Linked DNA regions of Mus musculus: region 1 is linked to region 2. A link is a contact called in public Hi-C data. All regions are on one chromosome and are shown on one strand. Each heading gives the region's core, a stretch centred on a gene start, on an enhancer-like site or on the middle of the called end of the contact. The rest is flanking DNA. Distances are from core to core; before and after follow the strand shown.

Evidence for each region. Hi-C and Micro-C count contacts between places; a contact is called where the count stands out from the background.
Region 1: a contact with region 2 is called in a Hi-C map of liver, with 2.0 times the contacts expected there. The contact joins two enhancer-like sites. A contact is called at or near these places in 6 of 484 Hi-C or Micro-C datasets (embryonic fibroblasts, embryonic stem cells, liver and 2 more) and 1 of 115 datasets of contacts at active chromatin or transcription factors (acute myeloid leukemia).

Annotation. Positions count from the first base shown.
Region 1 is chr5:21,265,222-21,269,818 of GRCm38.p6, reverse strand. All of the region lies in intron 19 of Gsap (gamma-secretase activating protein), which reads right to left. Among named protein-coding and RNA genes, the nearest start is that of Gsap, 81 kb to the right of the region's middle. Within about 2 kb of position 2,543, at least 18 of the 459 cell types and tissues checked have an H3K27ac peak or open chromatin away from gene starts, as enhancers often do. A contact at or near this core is called in liver, where this site is marked.
Region 2 is chr5:21,166,414-21,171,234 of GRCm38.p6, reverse strand. No RefSeq gene overlaps it. Among named protein-coding and RNA genes, the nearest start is that of Gsap, 17 kb to the left of the region's middle. Within about 2 kb of position 2,119, at least 51 of the 459 cell types and tissues checked have an H3K27ac peak or open chromatin away from gene starts, as enhancers often do. A contact at or near this core is called in liver, where this site is marked.

The DNA.
Region 1 (4,597 bases), core at 1,294-3,793, 98 kb before region 2:
ACATGCCTCACTCCATGCCTCTTGGGTGTTGGCATTTCCGAGCAACTCCATCTTTCACAGAACAGGGACACCCACGAGAAGTTGCAAATTGAGAGCCTAGCCTCTCCTCTTTTCTCTTCCCATTTACAATAGAGAGAACTACAATTCACTTCCCAAAACTAAGGACTTCCAAGTTGGTTGGCTCAGCAGGAAGCCATTTCCTCCCTGGAGAGCGATTCTCCTGGCCTGGGTGGTGTCACCACACTGTGTCCCGTCAGAAATGTACTTGTAACTCAGAACAACTGGAACAGGCTGGCTTCCCTTCTAGGCTTATTCACTTCCAAAACCCAGGAATCAAAATGATAACATAAACTCATTTCACAATAATTGTTAAATTCTCTCAAAAAACAGAATTAGTTGGCTTTTAAATCTTTGAATTATTAGTGACTGAAGAATATAACCACTTTTGAAATAATAAAACTCTATACTACTGTATATTTAATGTTGAAGGATATCATGATGATGTCTGTAGCTATGGGAGTCTGGTGAGTGCCATCATGGTGATGTCTGTAGATATGCGGGTCTGGTGAGTGCCATCATGGTGATGTCTGTAGATATGCGGGTCTGGTGAGTGCCATCATGGTGATGTCTGTAGCTATGGGAATCTGGTGAGTGCCATCATGGTGATGTCTGTAGATATGGGGGTCTGGTGAGTGCCATCATGGTGATGTCTGTAGATATGGGGGTCTGGTGAGTGCCATCATGGTGATGTCTGTAGATATGGGGGTCTGGTGAGTGCCATCATGATGATGTCTGTAGCTATGGGGGTCTGGTGAGTGCCATCATGGTGATGTCTGTAGATATGTGGGTCTGGTGAGTGCCATCATGGTGATGTCTATAGATATGGGAGTCTGGTGAGTGCCATCATGGTGATGTCTGTAGCTATGGGGGTCTGGTGAGTGCCATCATGGTGATGTCTGTAGATATGCGGGTCTGGTGAGCGCCATCATGGTGATGTCTGTAGATATGGGGGTCTGGTGAGCGCTATCATGGTGATGTCTGTAGATATGGGGGTCTGGTGAGTGCCATCATGGTGATGTCTGTAGCTATGGGGGTCTGGTGAGTGCCATCATGGTGATGTCTGTAGCTATGCGGGTCTGGTGAGCGCCATCATGGTGATATCTGTAGATATGGGAGTCTGGTGAGTGCCATCATGGTGATGTCTGTAGATATGCGGGTCTGGTGAGTGCCATCATGGTGATGTCTGTAGATATGTGGGTCTGGTGAGTGCCATCATGATGATGTCTGTAGCTATGGGGGTCTGGTGAGTGCCATCATGGTGATGTCTGTAGATATGCGGGTCTGGTGAGTGCCATCATGGTGATGTCTGTAGATATGCGGGTCTGGTGAGTGCCATCATGGTGATGTCTGTAGCTATGGGGGTCTGGTGAGTGCCATCATGGTAATGTCTGTAGATATGTGGGTCTGGTGAGTGCCATCATGATGTCTGTAGATATGGGGGTCTGGTGAGTGCCATCATGGTGATGTCTGTAGATATGGGAGTCTGGTGAGCGCCATCATGGTGATGTCTGTAGATATGGGGGTCTGGTGAGCGCCATCATGGTGATGTCTGTAGATATGGGAGTCTGGTGAGCGCCATCATGGTGATGTCTGTAGATATGGGGGTCTGGTGAGCGCCATCATGGTGATGTCTGTAGATATGGGAGTCTGGTGAGCGCCATCATGGTGATGTCTGTAGATATGCGGGTCTGGTGAGTGCTGAGATTTCCTGGGATTTCCAGCTTCCTGTGTTCTAGAACAAGAGGCTGAACGGGGCTCATGGACAGCCGCAGATGTGGAAACAGTTTTCTGAGAGAAGGAAGCAAGCCAGAGCTGGGAGAAGAGTCGGGAACTCAATGGCAAACGCTATAGGGAGCACTGGGACTTTATATCCTGGTCTATGAGGCCATTTATGTAGCACAGGCTGTCTCATGTGTGCCCTGTTTTATGTCCACCTTGGCAACAGTGGTCTTCTCTCCATTGTACTCTCCTGCCTCACTGGGATCAAGCAGTTTTTAATAATACAGTCTTACCAAGATAAATATATTTATAAATAATTGTCCAGGGCTAGCTACATCTGGCCTGACAGCTGTTGCTTACTGAGGTGACAGTCTTAATAGGATGCACTAAGACAGCTTATGCTCAAAGGGTCCCATATATCCCCTCAAAACAGACGCTGTTGCCTTTGTTAGTGGTTACCCTCCAGAACATGGAGAAAGCAAGCCAGTGCAGACCTGGAAACGTCAATTCCTACTGGCTGACCAAATCATCTGTGTGCACTGGCCAGCTTCCATAGTGTCAGAAGGTGCTACACATACTAGTAGGGGATAAAGTACTCACCAGTGAACCCAGCCATCTAACTCATCTACATACACCCCCACCACTCAGGGGTCATCCCAGAAGAGTGGGCAGAAAGGCTGAAAGAGCAAGCGGGGGTGGAGAACTACTGTAAACTCTGTTTTCCAAACAGGACAGGGCCTGTGCACACATGACCTCATAGCAGCTGTGAATGAGTGCACAGAACTTGCACAAGACCAAGTCAGCAGATCCCAGCATGGAGGAGGGAGGGGCTTATAAGCGCTATCAGCAATCCCTAGTGGCTGGACAAGGGAGTCTGTTTGCTCCAGGGATGCAGCCCCTGTGAGGCTGCCCATATTGCTGTGGATGGGCCAATAGATGAACAATTTGGCAGCACTGAGACGATTCAGTCAGTGAGTTTTAAAGAACCACGTGGAGTTGGGAGGGCAGTGGCTGAGGATGGGGAGGAGGTGGAGAGGAGGGAGGATGGGGAGGAGGTGGAGATGAGGGAGGATGGGGAGGAGGAGGAGATGAGGGAGGATGGGGAGGAAGTGGAGATGAGGGAGGATGGGGAGGAGGTGGAGATGAGGGAGGATGGGGAGGAGGAGGAGATGAGGGAGGATGGGGAGGAGGAGGAGATGAGGGAGGATGGGGAGGAAGTGGAGATGAGGGAGGATGGGGAGGAGGAGATGAGGGAGGATGGGGAGGAGGTGGATATGAGGGAGGATGGGGAGGAGGTGGAGATGAGGGAGGATGGGGAGGAGGTGGAGATGAGGGAGGATGGGGAGGAGGAGGAGATGAGGGAGGATGGGGAGGAAGTGGAGATGAGGGAGGATGGGGAGGAGGTGGAGATGAGGGAGGATGGGGAGGAGGAGGAGATGAGGGAGGATGGGGAGGAGGAGGAGATGAGGGAGGATGGGGAGGAGGTGGAGATGAGGGAGGATGGGGAGGAGGAAGAGATGAGGGAGGATGGGGAGGAGGAGGAGATGAGGGAGGATGGGGAGGAGGTGGAGATGAGGGAGGATGGGGAGGAGGTGGAGATGAGGGAGGATGGGGAGGAGGTGGAGATGAGGGAGGATGGGGAGGAGGTGGAGATGAGGGAGGATGGGGAGGAGGTGGAGATGAGGGAGGATGGGGAGGAGGTGGAGATGAGGGAGTGGCTTTGATCAGGTTGTGTCCTTGAACAGCCTGGTTACTTTCTGGTTTTTGTTTGTTTGTTTGTTTTTTGTTTTTGTCAAAGTGACCCAAGGGAGAGTCATCTAAGAAGATGGAGCCTCAGTTAAGAATCTGCCCTCACCACACTGGCTACTGGCAGCCTGTGGGCATTTTCTTGATTGAGGATTGGCATGGGGGAGGGCCCAGGCTACTGTGAATGCTGCAGTCTCTGGGCGGGTAGTCTGGGGGCCCAGAAGAAAGCAGGCTGAGAAAGCAGGGGTGGGGGTGGGGGTGGGGAGCCTGCTAGTAAATACAGTCCCTCCGTAGCCTCTGCTTCAGTTCCTGCCTCCAGGTTCCTGCTTTGAGTTCCTGCCATGACCCATCATGATGGGCCTTAACTGTGTGTTTGCTATAACTGTACGCTCACTACAACTGTGCCTGCTATAACAGCATGCTTTTCTCCCAGGTGGCTTTCAGCCAGAGTATTGATCACAGTGCAAAACTTAACTAGGGCAATGCATGTATGAAATTCTTTGAATGGTAAATTTAAAAGGAGGGGGGAAAAGGAAGTTAAAAATAAGTGAGAACTAAAAATCCACTTCAATCACACACATACAAATGCTCTAATAGTAAACAGAATGTGGCTGGTGTGCTATTGTTGAAAGGACAACAATGGCTTGACATAGATTTTGGAGTCTCAATAAATTAAGTTCTGTGATATTGTGCACTTTTATTTAGTAACCTGAAAGAAAGGCCTACACAGGCAAGGCCCCTTCTCTCAGAGATGGAAAAGTCTTGGATCCTTAATAACTGAGATGTATTTCCAGGGCAGGTGAGAAGGCTGGGGTCAGGTCCCACTCCTTATCTTTTCTTTCTTTATAGTAAACCTATCTTACTTAGTCCTTCTCCCTAGTTTGTTTTTTTATAATAGCAATAATTTAAACAATAATTATTCTTATTCTTCGTTGTCGCCACCACATCATGATCATCGGGCCAATCCTGCAGTCTTCTCTCCACAGCCTTTCTATTTTCCTACATCTGGTCATGAAATCCAAGTGCCCAAATCAGAAAACTAGTCGGTGTTGTGGTGCCATCTAGTGGTCAG
Region 2 (4,821 bases), core at 870-3,369:
TCTTGGGGACACAGCTCAAAAAGGTCTGTGGGTTCAAGGGGGAGTGGGTGCCACAGCATAAAAGCAAGCATCCTGCCCTGCTCTGGATTTCCCGTTTATACACGTTCACTGGGCTTTCCCCACTGTTCCACACTGCTGATGCTGTTTCAGCAATTTGCAGGAAACAGATGTGTCTTTCCTTCTGGGAAAACAAAGGAAGGTTAATAATAGTAAAAGCGGTATCTTGGAGGAAACTGGTATAGTGTATGTGTCTCTATTTGCCTTGTTATTTATATAAGTGGCAATTACACTATAGGACTTGTGTAATTTGACTTGATTTTCTTCTAAATCTTTTAAGAAATGCTTTTATTAGCATATATTAATTATACATAACGATTGATTTCACCTTGACTGTATTACTTTTCTGTTGTTAGGATAAACACCATGACCAGACGTGACTTGGGGATAAGAGGGTTGATTTTGCTTACACACCTTGATCACAGTCCCTCCCCAAGAGAGGCCAGGGCGGGAGCTCAAACAGGAGCAGAAGCAGGAAGCATGGAGGAAGACTGGTCACTGGCTTGCTCTCCGTGCCTCGCTCAACTTGTTTTCTTATAGAAGCCAGCTTCCCAGGGGTGAGGCCCTCCACAATAGCCTGAGCCCTCCCACATCAATCATTAACAAGAAAATGCCTCCATAGAAGTCCTACAGGGTAATAGGATGGAAGCATTTTGTCATTTGAGGTCCCCTCTTCCCAGATGACACCAGCTTGTGTCAAGTTGACAAAACTAACCAACCAGCACAGTAACATTTGTATACATGCCCACCCCCTGTTACCCTCTCTTGTCCCCTCAGAGACACCACTTCCCCCTCTCTTCCCAATCAATGGCCCACTTCTTCCAATGATTCTCTTCACAGTCGCTACCCTGTTTTGCCTTAACTGTCAGATTGACACAGCCCACAGTCATCTGATAGGAAAACATCACTGGAGGAGTTGCTTAGATCAGACTGGCCTGAAGGCATGTCTTCAGAAGATTATCTTGATTATTAGTAGGTGTAGGAGGGGCCAGCCTGCTGTGGTGGTACCATCCTTAGACAAGTGGTAAGACAGACAGCTGAGCATGAGTCTGAGGGTGAACCAGAATGAAACAACCACTTCTGACCTGAAGAAATATTTGCTGACCTAAGTGATTTTGTTTTTGTTTTTGTTTTTTTTGCCATGAACCAGAAAAATCCTAGCATGTGTATGGTGAAGGGTAGAGCTGCTCACCGAGTAGTCCTTCTTTAGCTCATTCCTTTCCACTATAACCCTCAACACAAATGAGTTCAAAGGAAATGGGCCATTTCAAGCCTTCATTTTTGGCTGAATATCCATCCTGCAAACTCTCTTCTTAGACATATGCACCAAGGTACCAAGTCACAGAGCACAGAGACACTCAACGAAATTGAATATAGCAATAATACAGCAATGCATCTTCATTAATAAACTGATAGAATTAGCCAAGGTTTGCAGGACTATTCCGACAACTATGAGTTTTCTTGTAATTTTACTTCTCTGTGCTCTAGGGACTTTATAGGATCCTGAAATGTGTTTCTGGAACATTCCTCTGAGGCAAATAAGAAGCAGGTGTAATTATGTCTTCTTCACACATGGACAGGCAAACAGAAAGGAACGCACTGAAGCACACGAGGCAAAGGCCAAATGGTTCCAATGTGACCTATGCTCCTACCAGCCCACTTTCCTTTATCTGCACTGTGGGAACCTTGGAAGGCATTGTTCTGTCATTTTCTGAGGACATCTGAAGCAAAGAAATGATAAAGCTAATGCTTATGGGCAGCAGCAGTCCAAGCCTGTGGAGAGAAAATGTGATTTCTACAGATAATGTGATCATGTCTCCTCAAAGCTAAAGTCTCTCCCCCTCTGATGAGCCCAAGCCATACAATTTGATAGAGAAGCAAGCAGAGAATTGACTCTAAACTAATAGATGTGATAATGGCTGCAAAGCTCTGAAAGCACTCGGCATTTCCGGAGGACTATGCAACTGGGAATTTTTCCAAATTGTAATAGTTTTCAGTGGAACAGGCTTACAAAATGTGCTGCCGCTGGCCAGACGCCATATTGCTGACACTATAGAACAAAGCCAGACCCAAAGAAGAAGAAAAGCACAGCCCAAAGCCTGCACTGTTCACCCTCTTTGCTACTGTGCCTTGGTTTTAGACGAGATTTATTCTTCAAGATCTGGGCCCTTAAGGAATTCTTAATTTTAATAACCAGGGCTGGGGAAATGGCTCTGTGGGTAAGTGGTTGCTGAACAAGTGTGAGGAGCAGGGAGAGCCTCAGCACCCGAGTAAATGTTGTGTGGGTGTGGCAGCCCACTTGGCATCTCACTGTGTGAGACACGCAGGATCTCCGGAGCAGTTTGCTACAGAATAGCTGAGATGACTAGTCCTCTGAGTTCAGTGTAAGACTTTGCCTTGTATAAAGTTGTAGAGAGATAGAGATACCTGATTTTGGCCTCCAGCCTGTACACAAACACACATCTATACACATACCCACTATATGCATACACACACACACACACACATATACACCTGTATGCATGAGAGCGTGTACACACACACACACACACACACATATACAGATACATGCACATGCATACCACACACATACAAACACACATTTTAAAATAATTTTAATACCCTCACCTTCAAGCCACAGACCCTAAAACAAGTTCATAGTCAGTCTTGGCCATTTTTTGACCTCCAGCTTCCATAAGTCCCAGTTTGCTCTGTGTGGAGGGCCCACAGCAAAAATCTATCTTCTCTTCCTGCCTCTCTACCACTCTCTCCAAACACCTCCCATGTAAAAACCCTGAGACTGAAGGAAAGAAAAGGTAGCTGGCGTCCTCCAGTAACAAAGGTTCAGGGTCTTCCTTTTCTATACGTTTTGTCCTTTGCCAGGTAGCGTACATATTGAAATGTGGAACTCAGCGGACAACATCCGCACTAGTGGCCTGTCCACCAATAGACTATTTTTCATGAGGTTACAACTTCTTGGCTCTTTATATCAGTAGGTTCTAGAATCCACAAATTTAACCATTTTTAGATTTTAAATAGTTTTAGACTATTTACCAAATATATACAGAGGTCTCCCTAGAAAGCTTAAGGCCTCATAGTAAGACATTGACCCAAAACTAAATAAATAATCCACCCCCAAATCAAAAAAAACAAAAACCCAGATGATTTTTGTTTTGTGGTCTATGCCTATAATCCAAGCACTTGAGAGGAAGAAACAAGTGAAGATCTCTGTGAAGATCAAGATTAGCCTGGTCTACATCCAGTTCCAGGACAGCCAAGGCTCCAATAGTGACACCCTATCACACACACACAGAGGGTGGGGCAAAGACACCAACCAATGTGTCCTAGTTCTGTCAGAATTCCCTATAGAACATAAAACATCAGCGCATCAGGTACACTGCATTTGCATCATATCAAGTCTTATGAGTCCATTATGAACAAATGTTTGCAGATTTCACAAAAGAAAGGAGCATCATCAGAGTCGATGTCTGCGGGGTTCTGGAAAATGTGGAGGTAGAGATGGAAACAACACTAGAGCAAACTTCTATCACCCCAAAGTTTGGCTCTACCCAAGTTTATGTCAGTATGTGTCTCAGGTCTTCATCTTCACTGCACACACTGGCAAATAAATCATGTAAACAAACAAACAAACAAACAAACAAACAAACCAGGGAAATAAGACCCTTCACAATACCCTCAAACAGTATGAAATAGCTTAGGGTAACTCTAACCAAGCAAGTAAAAGACTTGTATGATAAAAACTTCAAGTCTTTGAAGAAAATTAAAGAAGATATCAGAAGATAGAAAGACTTCCCTTGCTAATGGATCAATAGGATTAACATAGTAAAAATGACCAGCTTACCAAAAGCAATGTACAGATTCAATGCAATCCCCATCACAATTTCAACACAATTCTTTACAAATATTAAAATGACAATTCTCATGGGAAAACAAAAAACTTAGGATAGCTAAGACAATCCTAAACAATAAAAAAACTTCTGGAGGTACCACCATCCCTTATTTCAAGTTGTAATGAAGAGCTATAGTCCACACTATATTGGCATAAAAACAAACAGGTTGATCAATGGAATTGAATCAAAGGCCCAGACATAAATCCACACACCTATGGACACTTGATTTTCATAAAAAGTTTATAAATACACACTGAATAAAAGAAAGTATCTTCAACAAATGATGGTCTAACTAGATGTCTACATGTAGAAGAGTGTAAATAGATCCATATTTATTACCCTACACAAAACTGAAGACCAAGTAGATCAAAATCCTCAACATAAAACTAGATACACCGAACCTGTTAGAAGAGAAAGTGGCAGTGAATAGCCTTGAACACATTGTCGTAGGAGACAACTTCCTGAGTAGAACACCAATAGCTCAGGCACTAGATTATTAATAAATAGGACCTCATGAAACTAAAACAGCAACCTACAGAATGGGAAAAGATTTTCACCAACTGCAAATCTGATAGAGGTTTAATGTCCAAGATATATAAAGAATTCAAGAAACTAGGTATCCCCCCCCAAAAAAAAACCCACAAATAATCCAATTTAAAATGTGGTATAAATCAAACAGAATTCTCAGGAGAGAACTCCCCATGGGTGAGAAACACTTGAAGAAATGTTCAACATCCTCAGACAGCAGAAAAAGGCAAATCAAAATTACTTTGAGATTCTATCTTACCCCTATCATAATAGCTCACATCAAGAACAGGGGGACAACCGGGCAGTGGTGGCGCACACCTTTAAT